3 separate regions of the Mus musculus genome follow, and regions 2 and 3 are each linked to region 1. A link is a contact called in public HiChIP or PLAC-seq data. All regions are on one chromosome and are shown on one strand. The core of a region is the stretch at or near the end of the contact, and the rest is flanking DNA. Distances in the headings are between cores, read along the strand shown.

Region 1 (3,015 bases), core at 329-2,828:
GATCTAGGCATGGTCCTTGAAATGAAGGCTTTATCTGGGGCTTCTCCATCATGTCCCCAATACTGATCTTGCCCTTCATCATGCTCTGAAACATTTAGAGTTACAGGATAACTCTGGCTTGTCTGGACAGGACAGGGCTGAGTATACGTGGAGCAACGGCCAGACTTGTTGAGGAATGGCTTGGGAGAGACACCAAGGGTGTTGCAGGGACTTTCAGGCCTAAAGCATTCAGTCAGGTGCGCTGGGCCAGGAGGATATTGGGAAGTCTGAGTAGGGAGAAGCAGAGGATGGTGCCCAGCTTGCCTGGCTCCTCACGCCACCTCTAGGCTCTGTCTCTGTCCCCGCAGGAGGACAACCATAACTACTACGTGTCCCGTGTCTACGGCCCTGGTGAGAAACAAAGCCAGGATCTGTGGGTGGACCTGGCTGTGGCCAACCGGAGTCATGTGAAGATCCACAGGATCCTCTCCAGTTCTCACCGACAGGCTTCAGTGAGTGCCTAGGCCTAACAGGACTCGGGGCTAGGCCAGCAATGGCGGCCTGGGAGTACATGGGGCTATGGCCTGAGATTTGTAATTGGAGCGGGTTCAGTCAGAGGAAGCTCAGTGGGGTACCCAGCTGTCATCCTAGGAGCCATCCCCTGGATATGCTGGTGCCCACATTGTTCAGATAAGTCTGGTGTAGGGAGGGTGACCTGTGTCTGGCAGGCAGTACCACCCATGGGGACTCTCTCCTGTCCCTGCAGAGAGTGGTCTTGTCCTTTGATTTCCCTTTCTATGGGCATCCTCTGCGGCAGATCACCATAGCAACCGGAGGTAAGGACAAACCAATGAGGTTGGGGGGAGGACGTGGAGGTCTCAGCCTGACTCAGAGAGGGACTCACTGAAAACAGGTGGTGGATAGGTGGGTGAGGGAGGGAGGAACTCAGGGACTGTCTCAATTGCCCCACCCAAATCAGATGATCTGTGTGCGTGCCTGCCTGTGGGACTCTGAGCATGAGTTCATTACTCTGGGCCCAAACAGCTGGCATGTGGACCTCTGGGGTCTCTTTTTCGGAGACCGAGGGATCAAGGACTCAGGTCCCCTGATCCGAGGACCTCTCTGACTTCCTGTTACTTTCATCCTATTTCCTGAAACAGGAGAGGTTGGGAGTCACTTCCTCTCCCTTCTCCCACCCCTTGTGCTTGTAATCTGTGCCTATCCAGAGATATGGGGCAAGCATTCTCTAATCTGGGCCATTTTTCTATCTCACCAAGTACAGAGCCCACTGGGTAGGGAGGGGTTGAAGCCATCAGACTCTTTTCTAGCCCCTGCCAGTGGGGGGATGGGGGAGACCCTAGAGGTAACTTTTTGACCCATCTCTGATACCTCCAAACTTCTCTCTCCTTAGGCTTCATCTTCATGGGGGACATGCTCCACCGGATGCTCACAGCTACGCAGTATGTGGCACCCCTGATGGCCAACTTCAACCCCGGCTACTCTGACAACTCCACGGTTGCTTACTTTGACAATGGTGAGGTCAGATCTTAGAGTATATAGTTCACCCAGCACCGGGGTGGGTGTTCCTGGTCTAACCACTTCCTGGGAGCCCTCAGCCCACAGTCACACAGGCAGGCAGCCACCTTTCCTTCTACCCTGTGCTGTCTTCTCATCTGAAAGAAGGGAACTGAGGTGGTGCTGTCTAGCCTTGTTGAGCCAGATGAGGGTGCCAAACCTTTCGGGGAGGGGGTGTCCTCTGCTTCTTACAACCATGAGCCCCCACTCATGTAGGAGACAGGCATTTCCATGTTCTCCTTTTGTCTCCAGGAATCAGGAGAGGCAAGAGAGAGGTGTGCACATCATAAGAGATGAGCAATTTGGAGAGCTAGAGCAGAAACAGGATCTTTTGGGGGCCTCTATGACTCGGAAACCAGGCTGGTGTCTGTGGGTTGCTTAGTTCCCGCTTCTCAAACTCACAAATGGCTCCCATCTCCGACCACCACGATATCTGCTGGGTCCCCTGCACTGTCTCCCTGTTCAGCCAAGACTCTGTTCTCTTCCCCAGGGACCGTTTTTGTGGTTCAGTGGGATCATGTTTACCTCCAGGACCGGGAGGACAGGGGCAGCTTCACCTTCCAGGCGGCCCTACACCGAGATGGCCGCATTGTCTTCGGCTACAAAGAGGTGAGTATGTTTTAGAGCCTGTCATTCATGCAGCAAAGCTTTGTAGAGGAGCTGTAGTGTGGGGGGGACCGGGCTAGGTGCCAAGACTGCTCTGGGCTTATCTGGACTTGGGGCTTACGCAGCTACAAATTTCACAGAGAGATGATTACAAAGACAAACACTGAATTGCTGCTATGACTGGTGCCCCCACATAAAGGTGCAAAGAGCCTGCTGTGGGGGTCTTCACGTCGTCAGAGGCCAAGGGAAGCTTCCAGGAGAAAAGGAGGGACTATATTAAAGGGTCATAGCGTTAGGAAGGCTGAGAACCAGTGCACTAGAAGGTAGCTTCTCTGGACCGGAGAGTCAGAGGATGAGGCAGGGGAACAACCAGATGGTCTTTTGCAAAGACCACTCTGGCTTCAGAGCAGACAGACTGTTTGTTGGGGACTTAAGGGAATGCCGGGAGATGGTGTAAGGAAAGTGACACAGCTTTGACTTGGGAGACAGAGGACTGGACAGAGATGAGAGCCACCAGGTTGACTCCTGGTATTTGGGGATGAATGAGAAGAGATGGAGAGTAAAGGAAAGAAAGGGGGAAGCCAAGGGCGACTTCTGGCCTGTGAAGAGCTAGAGGATCCATGCAGGAGGAAGCACAGCAGTTCTGGAGTGTGGTTGCAGGCGTTCGGGTTCTCGAGCTCTGAGCAGACAGCTGGGTGTGGAACTGAGTGGGGACTTTGTGACCGCAGAGGGTTCCGGGTGGATGGCAGGTGCCTCTTCTTCCTGCTGCAGATCCCCATGGCTGTCCTGGATATCAGCTCTGCCCAGCACCCTGTCAAGGCAGGCCTGTCCGACGCTTTCATGATTCTCAATTCA
Region 2 (3,141 bases), core at 167-2,666, 72 kb before region 1:
AGGCACAACACACCCGTTAGTAAAGTGCCAGCCACAAAAGTCAAGCTCTTACCCTTGACCCAACATCCTGAAAAGGAGATGAAATCCTGGAATACTTATTTTAAAAAGAACATTTACCTCGTAAATATTTCATAGCATATTGGTGTATCTGAAATGCAGTTTAACAAAGTACTTGGTCTGATACTAACAAGGCTTGCTTCTGTCTTGAAACCTCATCCAACATCCTCCAGTCTTTAAATATCAAAAACTTCCACGGGACATAAAATACTCACTTTACTCATAAATTATTAATGTAACACGAGATGGTTGCACCCTATAAACTATTTCTATATACAATGATATATGTATAAGACATACATACTTATCTCCTTATAGGTAGATAGTGAGTGAGGGTGACAGATCATACTCACGGGAGTTGGCATTGGCGATTTCATTGGTCTCATTGGGATCCAACCAGACCTTCTTTTTCCCGCAGCGGAGGACACTAGAGGCAAGCCTCTTCTGTAGCCTGAGCATACTGGGTACACAGAAAGCACTAGTAAGCCCTGGAAGCGACATCTGAACAACAACAAACACTCCAAGCAAAATCTTCCCTCTAAAATATACACCAGTATGCATACATTTCTATTAAGGGCAAACACACCCCCTAGACCTAAAATTTTTGCCACCCCTTCCTGTCCTCTAATAACTATTTCCAAAGCAAGGCCTTAAATCCAAACCAAGAAAGACCTGGGCAATGAACGTGGCCAAAGTGGCCAGCCATTTGAGATCTGGGGTGGGGGGAAGGGGTGCTTAAGCTCTTCCGGGTACTTGGCTCGGTGAAGACTTTAATGTTAAGGATCAGACACGAATTGATCAGACTCGACTGTGACGCAGCCTGTTTACCCAGAACAGGCGAGGCTCTTTGCTTTCTGGGCTCTTTTTCACGTTAATAAACCTCGTCCAGCCGTTCGGGCGGAAGCCGACCCGGCACCTCATCCTCCGCACTCGGAGGCCTGGCCTTGCCCGAGACTTGTCCCACGTTACATGGTAGGGGTCTGTTGGGCTCCGGCGAGCCGAGGAGCCACTCAGGGCCCTGTCGCCGCTGCTCTCCCCGCGCCCTGCCTCACAACGCGTGACAGGCAGAGAGCGGCGCCCGCGGGAGATCTTCGGGCCTCGGCGTCCCGCGTTCCACCCTCCCTAGGCCCAGGCCGTGCGCGCTCTCCGCGCTCCGGGTGCGGCCGCACCACGCTCGCCTCCCCTCTCCCCTCTGCCATCCGGGGTCCCGGCCCCGATCCCTGCCAAGCCTTGCCGGCCCCGTCGGCCCCGTCGACCTCATCGGCCAAGAACCGAGAGCCGGGCCCGCTCACCTCATGGCTGCGGCCGCAGCAGCGAAAGGAAAGAGCTTGTGGGCCGCAGGCTCCGCCCATTATCTGCGAAGGGGAGAGCCCAAGCCCCACTCCATGATTGTCTGTATTTACGCTACGCTATTTCACCTTATTTCATCTCACACTAATTTGTTTTCTTCCTAAAAAATCGTGATCCTAGATACTGGAGATCGAGAATCAGTTTTAAACTGTAAAACACAAAAGACCTACCCCTTTCGTCGGGCAAAATGGTTCAGTCCGACTCCGCGGCGCACATGCGCAGTGAGGGCGTTTGGTCACGTGGTCCTCTGGGTAGCCGGAAGTCACGCTAAGTCGCGCAGGCGGCGTGAGGAGGGTTTGGCCTGGACGGCCTGGTCTTCGCGGAGGGCTAGCGGTCTGTGAAAGGTTTCTAGATTAGCTGGGAGAAAAGGAGCGAAGGGAGTGTTAGAGAATAAGGACGGCGGAGAGCCAGCGGACACTACCCCGCTTTCGCTCCCAGAGAGTAGTAGCTCGCGCGCAGGCAAAAACCAAGAGATTTTTCTCAGTGCCCCCGCAGATCCCTATCTCTGGATGCTTCCATTTCAATCTCCATTGTAGTCTGAACCTAAGCCTCGTATTTCTGTCATCCACTTGTGAAAATCATATGCATCTACTATTACAAAAAAGGCGTTAGCACAAGCAAGCGGAACCAATCTCGTTTGGCTCAATCTGCACTGTAGCAAGTCCGTGTGAGGAGACCCTACATTGACTAAACGAAGGGTTGTCAGAACAAAAAAGGACGAATGGCTTTGGAGACCTCTGACTGAAAACCCAAAGAGAATGTTCTGGGGGCCAAAAGTTCAAATATCTGGAGCTCCGGAGCGGAGCAGCTGGCTTACTCCCTTAATCCTGTCAGGAAATGATATGGACCCAAATTTAAGGTGGTCCAGGCAATCTGGGCTACAGAATAAGACCCCAGTACTTGGGAGGCAGAAGGATCAGAATTTCAAGGCCACCCTTAGCGACATATGGAGTTCAAGGCCAGCCCGGATATTGGGAGCCCCGATTAAAAAACAAACCCAAAAACCAGGGAGTGGGACTAGAGATGGCACAGGCTTGTGCGTTTGCAATGGATTGCAGTTGGATTCCCAACATCCATATCTGCCTGTAAACATTCAGAACTGTCAGTAACTCCTTGCTACCTGGTGCCCTGTGCCAGTCTCATGCGCTGGCACAGTGAGGTAGAGCAGATATGATGGCATGCATGGATATGCACATAAATAAAAATAACCCTGTTTTTTAAAAGTCCTAGACCCAAGCTGGGTATTGTAGTATGTACCAGCACTCAGGAGGCAAAGGCAGGTGGATCTCTGTGAGTTTGAGAACAGCCTGGTCTAGATCAGGGTTCTGGTCCTCTTGCTTACTTGAATCAAGAGTCTTTCTTTTTCTCTGCTTGTTTTTGAGACAAGGTCCTGTTATGTAGCCTAGGATGGCCTCAACTCTATCTTCCTGCCTCTACCTTCTCTCCAGTGCTTGAATTGCACTTACAGGTCTGCGTCTCTGTGCTTGGTTGCTATCTTCTTTGAATTTTCTAAGCAGTAAAATGAGCTGAGAGTTAAAAGGAAAGAGCCAGGGTAAGAAACATACTTATGCACTATCTCAGAAATAGTCAACTTTTAAAAAAATCTTCATTTTGGCCAGGCAGTGGTGGTGGTGCACGCCTTTAATCCCAGCACTTGGGAGGCAGAGGCAGGTGGATTTCTGAGTTCAAGGCCAGCCTGGTCTACAGAGTGAATTCCAGGACAGCCAGGACGAC
Region 3 (2,894 bases), core at 107-2,606, 120 kb before region 1:
TGTGTGCTGGGTTCAGCCCAGCCAGACGGTCATCTTCCTTTACCACCATCCTCCTTTACAAAGGAAGACTCATCTTTTCAGTTCAGGAAGAGCAAAGAGAAGTGACAGGGAGACACATCTGTCTTTAGAGCCACATGGAGTCCAATAGAAAGGAACCTGGGCCCGGCCCAGGGAGGGGTCAGTTAATTCCACCTGCCCTTATACTTGCTTACTGAGAACACAGCTGCCCCCAGGGCCATAGTCAAAAAGGCCATGGATCTGAGTGGCTGGGAGGACTCAGTACATTCATGAGGCCCAGGGTTTGATCCTCAACACCAGAAACAAAAAGGATTCTGCTATCATTCTTTTCTTCTTTACTTTTTGAGATGTATTTATTTTAAATATGAGTGCTCTATCTGTATGTACACCTGAATGGCAGAAGAGGGTATCCCACCCCAGTATAGATGGTTGTGAAACCATCATATGGTTGCTGAAAATTGAACTCAGGGCCCTTAACCGATGAGCCATCTCTCCAGCCCCCTATAAAAAGCTTTTTATATTATAATCCCAGGACTAGGGAGAAGGAGGCAGGAGGATCAAGAGGTCAAAGCCATGTCTACTTAGTGAGTTCAAGGTCAGCCTGAGCTACATGAGACTCAGTTGGGGAGGCAGGAGCATGACTCAAGTGGCCTGTAAGGTACCTTCAGGCTCAAACAGTTTATGAAGCGCCTGCTAGATGGGAATGTCAGTCCTGCAGGTCTGGATAAGGTCCTGATGGGTGAACGTCAACAGATTAGTTCCTACAGAGGCAGAAAGGACCAGGAAAGGGGAAGGAGTCTGAGGTTGAGGCTGGGAGGCCGGAGACACAGTCCCTTAGCCTACAGACAGCCCTAACCTGCCCAAACCGCACGTCCACCACTTCTAGCTGTATGTCCTTGAAAGAGTTAACATTTCTGGACCCTGTGTACAAGGAGTCATGTATGTTATCTATATCAAGCCGAGAGAAAGCTATTCACAGTAGTGCCAAGTAGCTCTTGGTCCTCAGTAAAAGTCAGTTGAAGGACACAGCAAGCCAAGGGAGAAAAGTTATTTTCATGAATGCCCACCCTCAGTTGCTTATAGTTCTGGTCCCTGCCACATGTCAGCCCCATCAGTAAAGCTGGCCAGCTTCCCACATTAGCTGGAGTGCTCACGCAGACAGGACGTCATCTCTGAGATGCAGTCTCTGGGGTTCAGCATGAAGACCACTGAGGTGCCCAAGGGGCCCAGGGATTCACGATGACTATGGGAAGGAGATTCACAAGCCTAAGAGCCTAGCTGCATCCTGTCGGGACTCTTGTTTTGGTATCAACTGTGGCCGTACCATACTTGGCCACCAGGGGGCAGAGAGAATCTGTTCCGGAGACTGAGAAGAAGCCTTGCGGCTTTAAGGTAGGTTTTGGAGAAATTGGAAGACTCCATTTAGCTGGACTACACCCCCAAGGAGCCAAGTGAATCTCTGAAGAACTGGGCCCGGGAAAGGGACCAGAGTCTCGGGCAGTAGTGTGGCCAGCCAGGTTGCAAGGCGCCCCTGAACCGGTCAGGCTTCAGTGCACACTGTCCCTGGCCTCCTCTATGCCAGCCTCCGGTCTCACACACCAGAAGCTAAAACAGGTTCATCCTACCTCCCCTTGCTGGGGACAGAAACTGAGAGGCAGGTGAGGCCCCAAAATAGGCTATGGTTGCAGAAGTGGGGGGTCGGGAGGTACAGATAGCAGGGAGAACCTGGGTTTTTCAAAAGGGTCTGTATGGGCTCCGCTCAAGGCTGTCAAGAGGCCAGGTTAGGTCCCTGTTTGGAAGAAAGGCATTAGCCTGGTCAAAGTTTCAGCAGAAAGAGGCAGCCTGTCATAGGTCTAGAGAATAGAAGAGAGAGCCAGGAAGTGATGGGAGGCAAGGTCAGGTTTCTGTTTCCAGGTCAGTCAGCTCCTGTGGGCGCTAAGAGAGTGATAAAGTCTTTTTTGTTTGTTTTTGTTTTTCGAGACAGGGTTTCTCTGCATAGTCCTGGCTGTCCTGGAACTGGACCAGGCTGGCCTCTAACTCAGAAATCCTCCTGCCTCTGCCTCCAGAGTGCTGGGATTAAAGGCGTGTACCGCTACCACCTGATTTTTTTTTTAATAGATTTATTTCTTTTTCCTTTATGTGTGTATTTTGTCTGCATGTATGTATGGGCATTGTGTGAGTGCCTGGGTTCCTGAAGACTTCAGAAGAAGGCATCAGATCCCCTGGAACGAGACTTCCGGTAGTTATGAGCCACGAGTGTATGCTGGGAACTCAGCCTGTATCCTCTGCAAGAGCTGCAAGTGCGCTTACCCACTGAGGCACCTCTCCAGCCCCTAGCCCTTAGCTTTTTGAGACACCTTCTCACTCTGTAACCCAAGCAGGCCTTGGACTCAGCCTTTCTTATGCTGGGATTACAGGAGTGAGCCACTACATCTGACATCAAGGATTTGGGGAAAGAGGATTATGAGACAGGATTCCATTCTAGATTAGACGGACCTCAAACTGATGGTAATCTTTCTACTTCAGTCTCCAAGTGTGCACAGGTTACAGGTGTACACCCTCATTCCTAGTCTCCAGTGCCATGTGAGTGTGTGTTTCTGCACATGTGTGAGTGTGTATGCATGTGTGTAGAAGTTTAAAGTCAACCCCAAGTGCCTTTCTCAGGTCTCACTCCACCTTAGTTGTATTTTAAATATTTTGTTTGTCATTTTTTTTGTTTATTTTGTGATGGGGTTTCTCTGTGCATTCCTGGCTGTCCTGGAACTCACTTTGTAGACCAGGCTGGCCTCGAACTCAGAAATCCACCTGCCTCTGCCTCCCAAGTGTTAGGATTAGAGATGTGTGCCACTGCACCCAGCAAATTTTTTTTAGACACT

The links. HiChIP or PLAC-seq counts read pairs in DNA pulled down with a chosen protein or histone mark.
Region 2: an H3K4me3 HiChIP or PLAC-seq map of the SCID.adh cell line shows a contact between it and region 1, with 24 read pairs. The contact joins the promoter of Rpl19 here to the enhancer-like site in region 1. A contact is called at or near these places in 2 of 39 promoter capture datasets (embryonic stem cells and stem cell-derived epiblast-like cells), 1 of 15 datasets of contacts at CTCF or cohesin (CD8 T cells), 2 of 484 Hi-C or Micro-C datasets (cerebral cortex and large pre-B cells), 10 of 115 datasets of contacts at active chromatin or transcription factors (CD8 T cells, the SCID.adh cell line, bone marrow-derived macrophages and 6 more) and 3 of 9 other capture datasets (adipose tissue, liver and pancreatic islet).
Region 3: a contact with region 1 is called in an H3K27ac HiChIP or PLAC-seq map of regulatory T cells, with 3 times the contacts expected there. The contact joins two enhancer-like sites. A contact is called at or near these places in 9 of 39 promoter capture datasets (the C10 cell line, cranial neural crest, embryonic stem cells and 5 more), 2 of 484 Hi-C or Micro-C datasets (large pre-B cells and liver) and 2 of 115 datasets of contacts at active chromatin or transcription factors (large pre-B cells and regulatory T cells).

Annotation. Positions count from the first base shown.
Region 1 is chr11:97,953,899-97,956,913 of GRCm38.p6, reverse strand. It overlaps Plxdc1 (plexin domain containing 1), which reads left to right. Exons shown (of 14, transcript NM_028199.3): 3 at 348-491; 4 at 746-815; 5 at 1,391-1,513; 6 at 2,045-2,163; 7 at 2,932-3,015. Among named protein-coding and RNA genes, the nearest start is that of Plxdc1, 31 kb to the left of the region's middle. Within about 2 kb of position 1,578, at least 54 of the 459 cell types and tissues checked have an H3K27ac peak or open chromatin away from gene starts, as enhancers often do. A contact at or near this core is called in CD8 T cells, the SCID.adh cell line, double positive thymocytes and 2 more, where this site is marked.
Region 2 is chr11:98,025,199-98,028,339 of GRCm38.p6, reverse strand. Rpl19 (ribosomal protein L19) reads right to left here and starts at 1,416. Exons shown (of 6, transcript NM_009078.2): 1 at 1,350-1,416; 2 at 411-517. The coding sequence starts at 1,354.
Region 3 is chr11:98,074,048-98,076,941 of GRCm38.p6, reverse strand. No RefSeq gene overlaps it. Among named protein-coding and RNA genes, the nearest start is that of Stac2, 22 kb to the right of the region's middle. Within about 2 kb of position 1,356, at least 30 of the 459 cell types and tissues checked have an H3K27ac peak or open chromatin away from gene starts, as enhancers often do. A contact at or near this core is called in regulatory T cells, where this site is marked.